Linked DNA regions of Mus musculus: region 1 is linked to region 2. The links are chromatin contacts, called in public HiChIP or PLAC-seq maps. All regions are on one chromosome and are shown on one strand. The core of a region is the stretch at or near the end of the contact, and the rest is flanking DNA. Distances in the headings are between cores, read along the strand shown.

Region 1 (6,041 bases), core at 3,231-5,730, 120 kb before region 2:
TGAGATCTCAACAGGCAATGGCTTTTCTGGCTGGAAGTTCCAAAGTCTTTCCATAATCCTCCCCAAAACCAGGTTCAGGTCTGTCACAGTGATACCCCCTATGCTGGTACCAACCTTTCTTAGTTAGGGTTTTATTGCTATGACAAAACGCTATGACCAAAAGGCAAGTTGGAGAGGAAAGGGTTTATTTAGCTTTCACTTCCAGGTCATAATTCATCATTAGAGGAAGTCAGGGCAGGAACTCAAGCAGGGCTAGAACCTGGAAACAGGAGGCAATGCAGAGGCCCTGGAGGGGTGCTGCTTACTGTAAGGCTTGCTTTCCATGGCTTGCTCAGCCTGCTTTCTTAAAATTAGTGATCAGTGAGGGTTGTGCCATCCCTCATTGATCACTAATTGAGAAAATGCCCCACAACTCAATCTCAAGGAGGCATTTTCTCACGTGAGGCTCCTTTTTCTGTGATGACTCTGGCTTGTGTCAAATTGACACACAAAACCATCAAGAGCATAAAGGTTAGGTGCTTCCTACACTTATAAACATAAAATGGATCTAGCTTGAGGAAACAAGAGACTGAACCCTGTACTCTAGCCTTGTAAACTGTGACTAAAGGCAAGTCCGTTTCTATGTGTTTGGGGATTTTTCATCCAGGCTGTTAATAAACCTTGTGGCTTCCAACTCAGTAAAGAATCTCATTAAGGTGACTTGGATCTTATGAACCCAAGGTACAATGGAACTGGTAAAAATACCAAGTAGAGCTAAGGTGCTCTAAGAACTAAATCTAGATGAGTAACCAGAGACACATTTCGCTTTATGCTTCAGGTCTCAGAATGCTGAGTTCTTAGCACTCACAGTAAAGTTGTGTATATGTTTGGCTTCCATATTCAAATGAAATGGTTTCAGTGCCATAGCTTAAACTTTTATTTTTTTCCTGTCATCTTAAGGCATTACTGTAGAATGCTCTGAAATAACATGAGGTAAATTAGAAAAAAAAAATAAGAAAATGTTTTATTAAAATTATGTTCATGTGAAAAGTTTAAGATATGAAAATGAAGATGATTTGTGAATCCAAAGATGTTGTCACATGTATTTATGTTAAGTTAATGGCAGAAATAGCATGTCATGGCAATGTGTGTGTGTGTGTGTGTGTGTGTGTGTGTGTGTGTGTGTGTACTATATTACAGATCCAACCCAAAGCCTTCCATGTAACAGGCAAGCATTCTATTGATCTGTATCTCTACCCACAGCATTGTATCTGGTATGGGAGGGCTATTTACTTTTCTACATTATACACAATATCTACTTTCCCAGTCTTAGCAATTAAAAATGTTTCACGTTTTCATTATTTAAAATAGCCATGCTCTTTTTTATTTTTATTTTATTTTATTTTTCTTTTACTGAAGCTATAAGCACAGTCACAGGTACTGTTTGTACCACATGTAACTTACAGGTTTATCCTCAGGAAAACAGCTGGATATTGTACCCATACCTTTTGAATGGCAGGGGATAAATCTGGGGGATTGCTTTCTAAAGAGAGTGGAGTCACCCTTTCAAATTGTTGCTTAGATGCAAACTCCCAGGTGGCCTTAACCCAGAAAGGGGATTGGTTTTACTGTCTGGAATAGTGCGGTCTATGATGCTACTTAGGTGGCAGAATAATTGTTTTCTCCCAACATTAGAAGTTGTTGTTGCTCACAGGGTCCTTTCCTTGTATGTTTTGCTTTGTACCTTTTTTTTTTTTTTAAACTTTTTACTTTTTTATTTTTTATTTTTTGAGACAGGGTTTCTCTGTATAGCCCCGGCTGTCCTGGAACTCACTCTGTAGATGAGGCTGGCCTCAAACTCAGAAATCTGCCTGCCTCTGCCTCCCAAATGCTGGGATTAAAGGTGTGGCCACCACTGCCTGGCTGTTTGTTTTTTCTTGTAGTGCTGGGGATGGATTCAGGGCCTCTTGCATGCTAGGCAAGCATTCAACCACTTCATCCCAGCAGTGTTCTTCTCAAAAGCAAGGAGTGTGCCCTTTGGGGATTTGTATTCCTAAAGTCCCATAGCACAGTGCCACTTATTAAGTACAAAAAAATGCTACAACCATGATAGAAAATATGGCTCTCCAATAAGTTACATCCACAAAGCCTATCATGAGCATCTGTACCGTTTCCTTGCCTCAACAGGGAGAAGATCCAATTTATCCGAACGGAAGGGACCCCTGGATTGGTGCGGCTCTCAAGCGATGCAGACCTTGTCATGTTACTGAGGTATGTGACACTGGGGCCTCAGGTGGAAGTCTCCTGCTGTCAGATACTTTGGGATGTTTTTGAAAATAATATGCCACAGTGTTGGTAGCCTTAAAATGCCTCCTTTCTCCTCGGAATCATAAGGAAATCGTCATATTGAAAACTTAGGATGCAGCTTTCAGGGTAATTTATTTCAGATTACATCGGGTACCCCTAAAATTAGCTTACTCATGCTTCTACACTGCTGAGAGACGAAAAGGATATACAGACAAACAAATCAAATACCACACTCATTGAGTAGAATGGAAGTTAACCGAAGAAGTACGTGCAGCTTACCCTGGGGCAGGGGAGAGGTCATTGATAGGTTATTTTCCCGCCACTTAATAAGTACCAAAAATAATAAGCCAGTTTAAACCAGATTAGATTATATAAAGATGAGTTTATTGGGAAGCTGCATTCTAATAGGGAGTTCACTGGCCCCAAGGACCAAGGTCATGGAAGTTGCCATAGAGGAAGGAGAGAGAAAGGAGCATATTGCAGAGAGAGAAGGGAGAAGAGAGAATCCAAAAATGTCTGGGTTATATAGGAATGAGCCTCTGGGGGAAGGGCAGCCCAGCCCTTGGGCTGGAAAGTTCAGGTTTGGGTATGTCAGGCAGGCACTGAGGGATTCTGGGAGAACCTGGGGACCAGGTCTGCTTTGGTAGAGAAAATATGCACGCCAGTCCCTTGTCCCAGGCTGAAACCAAAAAGTCATCTTTCAGTTTTCTTTCCACTTTTTTCTTTTCTTTTTCCAACATGTGCTTTCTCTCCTTTTGCTGGTTTCAGGAGTAGCTTATTTACTTTATGGTTTTTAAGAGTTTAAGGTTTGGTCAATGGTTCTGCGGATTTAGGCGCTTCGTGGAACAGACCCATTGTATTGCCCTTCGTGGTGGTTAGAATGATTCAGTTTTTAAATTTCAGAGTACTTTGGAAGGACAACTGTAAAGGGTTTTTTTTTTTTTTTTGTCTGTTTGTTTTGTTTTTCGAGACAGGGTTTCTCTATGTAGTCTTGGTTGTCCTGGAACTCACTCTATAGACCAGGCTGGCCTCGAACTCAGAAATCCACCTGCCTCTGCCTCCCAAGTACTGGGATTAAAGGTGTGCGCCACCACACCCAGTTTAAGGTTTTTGTTGTTGTTTAAAAAAAAAAAAAAGACCTTTCTCATGTTTGACATCAACCCTCAACTATAGGCAAATTAGAAATAAAATGCTTTTGCAGGATCCAGTGGCTGGGAAACTGCCCTGGAGGTCTCCATAGGATCAACACCCCTCAGGCAATGCTTTGTTTATCCCTGAGGGCTAAACAATGCCACAGGGCAGTGTTTTGTTTGCTTTCTTGCTATTTTCTTTTTCTTGAGACAGGGCTTTTCTGTATAGACCTGTCTGTACAGGAACTCACTCTGTAGACCAGACTCAGAGGTCTAGCCTGCCTCTGCCTCCCTGTGCTGGGATTGAAGGAGCCCACCATCGTGGCCAGGCTTGTGTGTTTTCTTTTTTTGTTTGTTTTTTGTTTTCTGAGACAGGGTTTCTCTGTATAGTCCTGGCTGTCCTGGAACTCACTTTGTAGACCAGGCTGGGCTTGTGTGTTTTCTATGTTGGTCTTGACCTTGACTCTCTCTCTCTCTCTCTCTCTCTCTCTCTCTCTCTCTCTCTCTCTCTGTTGTCCTATATCTTGCTGAAAAGCCCTTTCCATTTTTGTTGCTATGAAAGCAAGATTCCAAAGGATTCAATTACTCCCCATCTTTTGACTCTTAAGACCTTTGAGGAGGGTGTGTCACTTCTCAATCTAGCAGGTGACTGACCCTTTTAACTGACCTGTACTGAATTAGTTCTAGAAAGAGTATAGCCTGCCAGATAGTCAGGAACACTATTGATCTGCTAGTGCAAGAATAAGATGTTTCTATAAAAATAAAGTATAGAAAAACAAAAGTCATATGTTTTTGAAAGGCGGGCAGAAGTAGAAACAGGGAACAAACAACCTCTGACAGTAGAGACTTTTAATGTGTGGGGGTGGGGGGTGGGGGGTTGGTAAAAGTCTCTAGAGGAGAATCCCTAAGGATGGAAAGTCTGCCTTATGCACCGAAGTCAGTATAGGGCAGAAGGGGAGACTGGGGAGGAGTCTGAAATCAGCCATTACAGGGAGCAAAGGATGAAAGCTGAGTATTAAGAAAAAGAATGTCTTGTGGTGGGTAAACATCCCTGGGCAGCCATTGTCAGGTGTCAGCAGGGGGAGAGGCGGGATTAGGAAAATATGTCTGGAATGAGGATTGCTGTAGTCTCACTGCCCAGAAACCAAAAGGGAAAAGCTTTTTAAAATGGCATGGCCTTGGCTACAAGTCTCAATCTTCTTCTCTCCTTAGTTAAACAGTCTTTAGATGGTAAGTCTTAAATATCTTAGTTAATTATAGCTAACTACCACAGTCTATCTGAGTTTCTTATATGTAAAACGATCTCACAAATAAAGAGCAAGATTGCTTCCTCACCTGCTTGGGGAAATAAGTATGTTCACTGAAACTAAAGGGCCTTTGAAGAAGTTGGAAAATTTACTCACACATAGTGATTCTACAGTTATGGCATGTTGTACATTTAGGTCTTGACTGTCATTTCATTTATTAAATGTATTTATTAATAGTATGCAATGAAGCAATATACTATCTGTCTTTAATAAATAATATTTACTACTTATTGGAAGTGGGGGGTTGTCTATTCACATTCTAAGTTCTTCTGTATTTTACTTTAAGTTTATTTCAGTCAAAGGCTTAAGAGTGTGCTTGCCACATACTAAGTGAATCTGTGTCTCCTTGGTGTTTTATATTTTAAAGAAGAGAATTAGTTCTGGTAAAAATGTACTTGGTTATCTGTACACTAAGGTGTGAGAGAGTCTGTGTAGCTTTAGGATATGATTCAAATCACATTAAACCCATGTAAAGATATTTTTCTATTGCTATTATAAAATATAAAAAATGTAAATGACTTGAATTTGTTATTGATTATTCATTTCCTATATACTCTCAATAACTGATTTGATTTAAAATGTACTTTTATCAGGTTTATCGAGTGATTAGTAAATTCAGACATATGAAATAGGAAGTAATTAGTAAATTTGGATGTATAAAAAGTTTTAAAGTTGTATAGCAAAAGATGCAGGGCTTGATGAAGAGGTCAGGGTGGATTGGGTGGGTGTGTGCTTTGACTGAACAAATCTGACTTTGTATATGTACTGTATTCACACTATGAAACTCACAGGTACAGGGGATACCATGTAGAGAACATTCTTGGTGCCATTGGTAATAAAAAGCAGGAAGTTGGGGAAAGACATAGGGATAATAAACTAGTATATTCATAGAATGGCCTGATATACAGCCACCTAAACCTTTATGTATCCACACAGATATCAGACTACAATAATATTTTTGATTGAGGATGTAGGTAAAATTCAAGCATAATAAATACTTACAGACAACATTTAGCAATGTTTATGACAAAACTATGTTTTATCTGTGCACGGATGTTTCTGAGTATGAAACTATGGAAGGAAACTACCTGTTAAATCACAATGGAAGAAAACAAGAAAGCCCTCATAGAATCCTACCTCCTCCTCACTGTGGAAGCAGCTTACTTGGCCTCATTGGCTAACGTATATCCTCTGTTCCATGTCTTTTCCTAGCTTATTCGAGGAAGAGATAATGTCATATGTGCCTCCTCATGCCTTACTCCACCCCAGCTACTGTCAGTCCCCGCGTGGCTCCCCCGTATCATCTCCCCAGAACTCA
Region 2 (5,594 bases), core at 2,963-5,462:
TCCCAATTCAGACCAAAGCCACAATATGTACTTAGAATGCTTCCTCATGAAGATTTAATAACTGCCACCTGCGCTGTTGGAGGTGGGGATGCACACCTGCTGCAGTCAGGCTTAGGGGCTTTGACTAACCTGCTTGAAAAACAAAGACAGTGAAAAGCAACAGTATGGAAGCTTCTTTGGGGAAGTCTAGGTACTCCATTCAATTGCAAATTAGCAATGATCAAGCTCAGACTTAGAGCTCCTGGTGTGGTGGGGAGTGGCTTTGAGAATTTCAGAAAGGCTGCAGTTTCTCTGGGAGTGGAGGCTGTGCTCTAAATTAACTTTGCTAGGTAATTAAGATTTTAGCTATCTTCCCTAGGATTCTCTAATACTGGAATTATTACTAGACCAGTCCAAGATTGAGTTAGAATAACTGGTCACAATGAGGGAAGGAGAAGAATCACTATAACTCTTTCTTGTGACTAATCTTTCCAAGTCATATTACACAGTCTCTAATGTTCTATGTCCCATAAGGTTTAAAAATCTTGAAGCAAGGCAGCTTAGCTTGTCCAATCTGGGAAAATGACAAACAAAGGTGGGTCAAGAACATATACCCAATTCAGCTTTCTTGTCACTACAGTCAGGGCACTCAGCGAACTCGCCTGTCAGTTTGTCACACGAATTAGCCGTCATGCTTCTGCATCGTTCTGTGAAGAGAACCTATGCTTTTCTCTTTCCCAATAAGGTAGCTGTTCAGGATCAAGCCATATGCCAATAAGTAGATCCTTTTCATCTCACCTAGACATGATTATGTCTGTTTTTTAAAATACTATGAGGCATTTATTAAGTTCTTTGATATCCAAATTTCAAAATTCCTAAGATAAAAGTATGATTAAAATAATGTGCTTGATTATTCAACATTTTAAAACACCGTTTACAGCACACAATTTAATTATCTGTGTTGAAGCACGGGGAAGCTCAAAAGAATAAGCGTGTGATCCAATTCACATATACTTTTCTCCCATAAAAGGGCTGTTTTTAGACACAGTAAATGGGATGCATGCAGGCATGAATTTATAGAAGATACAGAAGCATGCATAAGAACAATTTTTAAACTTATCTTTGGGATAATGATTGTCAATTTTATTTAAAATGATGGTATGCAATAGATCAAATATTAATATTCTGTAATAACCAATTTAATTGCTGTTATGAACAAGGAACAGACACTTTGTCAGGTTCTTAAGACACAATTTTTGTTGTAGGTTTTCTAAAATATATGAATTTATCTTACAATTCTTTATTAGCACCATAGCAGCCTTAATAGGATGTTAAAACTGTGCTTTGAGGTGAATGCCACCTTGGCCTCGCCCTCCTCCGGTCTTCCTTCCTTTCAGGCCAAAGAGGCTGAAGCGGCCCAATCTGTTGTAGGTCAGGAAACCCGAGTGAGGGCGCAGAGCACCCTGAGTTCTAGCGGGGGGGGGGGGGGGAGGGGGGGGCGGAGGGGGAATACAGCTACCCCTGGCAGGGACAGGCAGAGCCTCATGGGGGCAATGGTGAGCGTGGCCCTCCCCTGAGTTCGCTACAAAGGCACCCACTTTCTGGCAGCCAGTACCAGGTTCGCTCAGGGAAAGCTGCGTACCCCAAGGCCCTGCCCTGCAGCAGCTCCAAGTGGGCCAATGGTCAGCTGGGAGGAGAAGAAAAATGACTTTACAATAATGTTTTCTTTTGCCAAAGAATTGCTGTAGGCATAGCTAATATTTAATTACCATTAATTATAATTGATAACAATTATAAAAGCTTTCTTTATTTTCTGCAAAGCCTTTTGTTCTTTGCCAATTAATTTGCGTCTCACTTAATAGCACCTAACAAAAGTTTAAATTCTCCTGTGGTGAGATCTTAGCCAATTAACATCTCCTGGAAGCTTTTGAAAATAAAACTTTGAAGCAAATCAATTTTTCGTTCTAGATTTTCTGTACCACAATATTATAGTATAGCTAAAACCCTCAGTATTAAAAAGATATTGCCTCTGAATCTTTTCTGGAGCAACAGCTACTCCCCAGAACTTAAAAACTCCTTGTGTGAGAGCAAGGATTTAAAGTAAACTTCCCTTGAGAGGCATTAGCTAATAAAATACTTTCCACTTAGGAAACAATATACACTGAAAGATTCAAACTCTTAGCTTCTTATATTGAAGCAGAGATAATAAATTTTTTTTTTTGCATAATGTAAAGCCATCTCAGCCATACCTAGAGGCAAAATTTTGCAGTGATTACAAGCTCACTAGAAGCAAAACTCTTTACAATTATCAGAATGTAAAGGAAAAAACAAACTCTTAAATCTATAATAACTTTGCATGAAGTAGGCAAGTCAAATCACAATGTCCTGATAAATCCTACAGCCTGATTGACCTTTTATAAACTTAGAATTTAAACTTTATAGAACTTCTGGGAAGATCTGCAAAGGTGCTCTTTTAGCTAAAAGGAATTTTCCCTGAAGGCAAGGAGAGGCAAGTTTCCAGAGCTTCCTTAGGCACCGTTTGCAAGGCAAAAGAAAGTCACACAAGCCGCGCAGATGCTGCTCTGAGCATAGTTCATTTTGCCGTGAGGACAGATTTTAGAATTTCTAAGTTTCTTTTGCAATTTTAGAGTATAACTACAACCTTGGGGAAGCAAAACCCAATTTCAAAACAATTTATCACCTTAGAATCAACATTAAAAGTTCACTACCACATTGTGAAATTTGGCTGCCAATTTATACCTATGGATGCATGACAGTGCAGATTTCAATGCTTCATTAAAGAGACATTGCTTTAAATCTTATCTTTAATTCTACTTTCTAGGATAAGAATCACATTAAATATTATCTCAGCTAGAAGTATCTTTAGAAGCCCAGCCTCTTGGCTTGCCTTATGCCACATGTTTGAAAGCTTCCAAACCTGAGTTACCAATTTAAAGCTAACTTTCTAGTAACCAGTGTTACACCTTTCTGATCATACCCAATAAGCTAATACTCTTGTGATTAAGACACGCAGAGCATATTACACCTCTAAGACCAGTAAAAAACCAAATGAAGCAGCTAAACGAGTCTAATAAATTTAGACCAATCAAAGAATTTCAATTTTTCTAGCTATAACTATGAGATTAAAAAAAAAGCACCTTGTCATTAGCTAAATGCAATAATCACGATTGCAGAGAACCCTCCAGGAAAAAAAAAAAAACATCTATCAGCTTTTTCACCCCAAAACTAAGAGGCTGCAGACTCCCTTTCTCAAAAAACTTTTTTCAGCAGGAGCCCTCCTGCTGTGCCTGATCCTGGCTAAAGCCTGTGGTCACTCTCTTGCTGAACCAGCAGATAAAGTTTTAGCCATCTTTATTTTCCAACATGAAACACAGAACATTCAGATGACTAGACACGAACACACATGAACTGAACACGTGAACAGACTGGTGCACCAGACATTAGACAACACAAAGAGGGCAGAGAACTTCTGCTGTAAGGGCTAGAGAGAAAAAGGCAGGGTGTTCCCTGAAATTTCTCTCTGCCTCTGGGAGAGTTTCAAAATCCATTTTCCTCTATATTATTTTATTATTACAAACCCTGTTTCTGCCGCCTGATGCAGCTCCCGTCTGCGGACATCTGCCTGATTATTTAATTTAAACCTTTTTCCTCTTGCCTAAAGCAGTTTTTTGAAAACTGCAGACAATCACCTGATCAGTTCCTAGTTCTGAAAATTCGCTGCCAACCTAAGTGAATCCAGCGTTGGGTTAGCACCGAATTCCAACCTTAGCCTGTATCTTCCACACCTCCAGCAACACTTTACTTGCTGCTTCACTGTGCCCCAATATGAATTCTCTGATTCTTTTTCTTCCTGTGGAGCTCCATTACCAAGCAGCGTTCCTCCAGTGTTTTTCTGCCATTCCTCAGACCCCACATTAGGCACCAAACTGTTGGAAACCGACCTGTGTCTCACATGAACTGGGTTTCACCTGGGAGGCAAACTGGGGCTGAAAAGGGAGGGGAACTAGGCAGATGAGAGAGAAATGGAACCAAGACAAGTTCCTGATCCAGGCTCAAATGTTTAATGGCGAATGCCCTTATAAAGGAGGGGGAGGCCTATTCCCGCCAATTCATTCTTGGAGCCCAGCTGCAGATGACCATGTGCAGGATAGGGTGTAGTCTCAGGAATAGCTCGGTGACCTCCCAGCAGGTAGCAGTATCTTGAAGAGGAACAGCGCCAGTGGCTGAACAATAGAGTGATCTAGGAAGGCAGGCTCCACCCTAGGTAATCTCCTTAGTGGCAGCAAAGTTGAGGTCTGGCTCAGCCAGCTTCAGGCTTGCTGGAGGTTACAATTTATCAGCACTGAAAAATATAAGACCAGTTTCTCCCCAGGAAATATTCAGCAAAATCCGAGTAAAGCCAGCTTTATTTTAAGTACAAGAAAGGAGATGTTCATTCTGACACACAGAGAGCTATCCTTCCTATGTAGGAGCAACATGGGCAGAGACCAAGGAACTGGATGCACAGGACAGTCCTTCAGGCCAACCAAAGAGCAAGGAGCCTCTAAGACAGGAACTCAGTTTGCATCTGTTTTGATCACTGATAGTATTCTGCAAATGTCCACTAAGCACCAGGAGTGTTACGTTGGGAGAAACAAATGTAAACAAGTTGAAGAATACTGAGGCCAACTGTACATGATTAACTATGAAGTGTGCTGGAAAAAGTGATATGTGAAACTGGGCAATTCATTCTGTGGTGATGAAAAAGGCCTGTATGGGGGCAACTTTGAAATGGTATGCCTTGCCTTGAATGGTCAGGCTTTATTATCTTGTTCTGGCATGAAAGAGGTTCCAGAATTTTCTTTTTAGCTCAGAATTTCCTCCTGGGTGTTAAGCCAGGTACCATTTCTATTGGGTATAATCTAAGCATCCCCAAACATGGCATATCCCGAAGAAAAGCACATCACCCCTCTCCTTCCATCCCCTCCACATCTTGACCCTTGCCTCTGTACCATCCCTTGCTTGAGGTAGTGTCACTTACGTGTTTATCACACATGGGATCTCTGTCATTTCAATTTTTGTAGTTCCTTACTGCACCCATTTTTAACTTATAATTCATATCTCCTTACTGCATCTTGTAATCATCTCTTGATGCTACCACTCAGTTTTCAGTCTAGATCTAGATTGTCTAGACCATGTATATTGGAGTCAGCAAAGTTTTTCTCTAAAAGGGCAGTTATGGGGCTGGAGAGATGACTCAGTGGTTACATGTTTTTATTTGCTGTTCTTGCCCACCTGAGTCTGGTTTCCAGCACTCATATCAGGTGGCTCACAACTAACTCCAGCTCCAGGGGATCCAACATAGTCTTGTGACCTCCATGGGCACCTATATACAGGTGTGCATTCTAGCACATAGACACACTCACAAATTGACATAATTGAAATGTAAAAAAATCTTTTAAAGATTGCAAGTTTAGTAAGCTAAACAGCTTCCACTTTAACTACTAAACTATCATCACAAAGGCAACTGTCAACAATGTGAATTATTAAGTTTTCAATAAAAATGAATTAAGATAGAAAAGGGAACATTTAGTCAATCCCAATCTATATGTTCA

The links. HiChIP or PLAC-seq counts read pairs in DNA pulled down with a chosen protein or histone mark.
Region 1: a contact with region 2 is called in an H3K27ac HiChIP or PLAC-seq map of embryonic stem cells, with 98 read pairs. The contact joins two enhancer-like sites. A contact is called at or near these places in 1 of 15 datasets of contacts at CTCF or cohesin (the NIH/3T3 cell line), 4 of 484 Hi-C or Micro-C datasets (bone marrow-derived macrophages, embryonic stem cells and nephron progenitors), 10 of 115 datasets of contacts at active chromatin or transcription factors (the HPC-7 cell line, bone marrow-derived macrophages, embryonic stem cells and 4 more) and 3 of 9 other capture datasets (adipose tissue, bone marrow-derived macrophages and liver).

The regions. Positions count from the first base shown.
Region 1 is chr1:53,865,045-53,871,085 of GRCm38.p6, reverse strand. Hecw2 (HECT, C2 and WW domain containing E3 ubiquitin protein ligase 2) reads left to right here. Exons shown (of 29, transcript NM_001001883.3): 18 at 2,167-2,250; 19 at 5,936-6,041. Among named protein-coding and RNA genes, the nearest start is that of Mir7681, 19 kb to the right of the region's middle. Within about 2 kb of position 4,480, at least 28 of the 459 cell types and tissues checked have an H3K27ac peak or open chromatin away from gene starts, as enhancers often do. A contact at or near this core is called in embryonic stem cells, where this site is marked.
Region 2 is chr1:53,744,684-53,750,277 of GRCm38.p6, reverse strand. The region is part of intron 4 of Gm32311 (a long non-coding RNA gene); the gene reads right to left. Among named protein-coding and RNA genes, the nearest start is that of Stk17b, 38 kb to the left of the region's middle. Within about 2 kb of position 4,212, at least 9 of the 459 cell types and tissues checked have an H3K27ac peak or open chromatin away from gene starts, as enhancers often do. A contact at or near this core is called in embryonic stem cells, where this site is marked.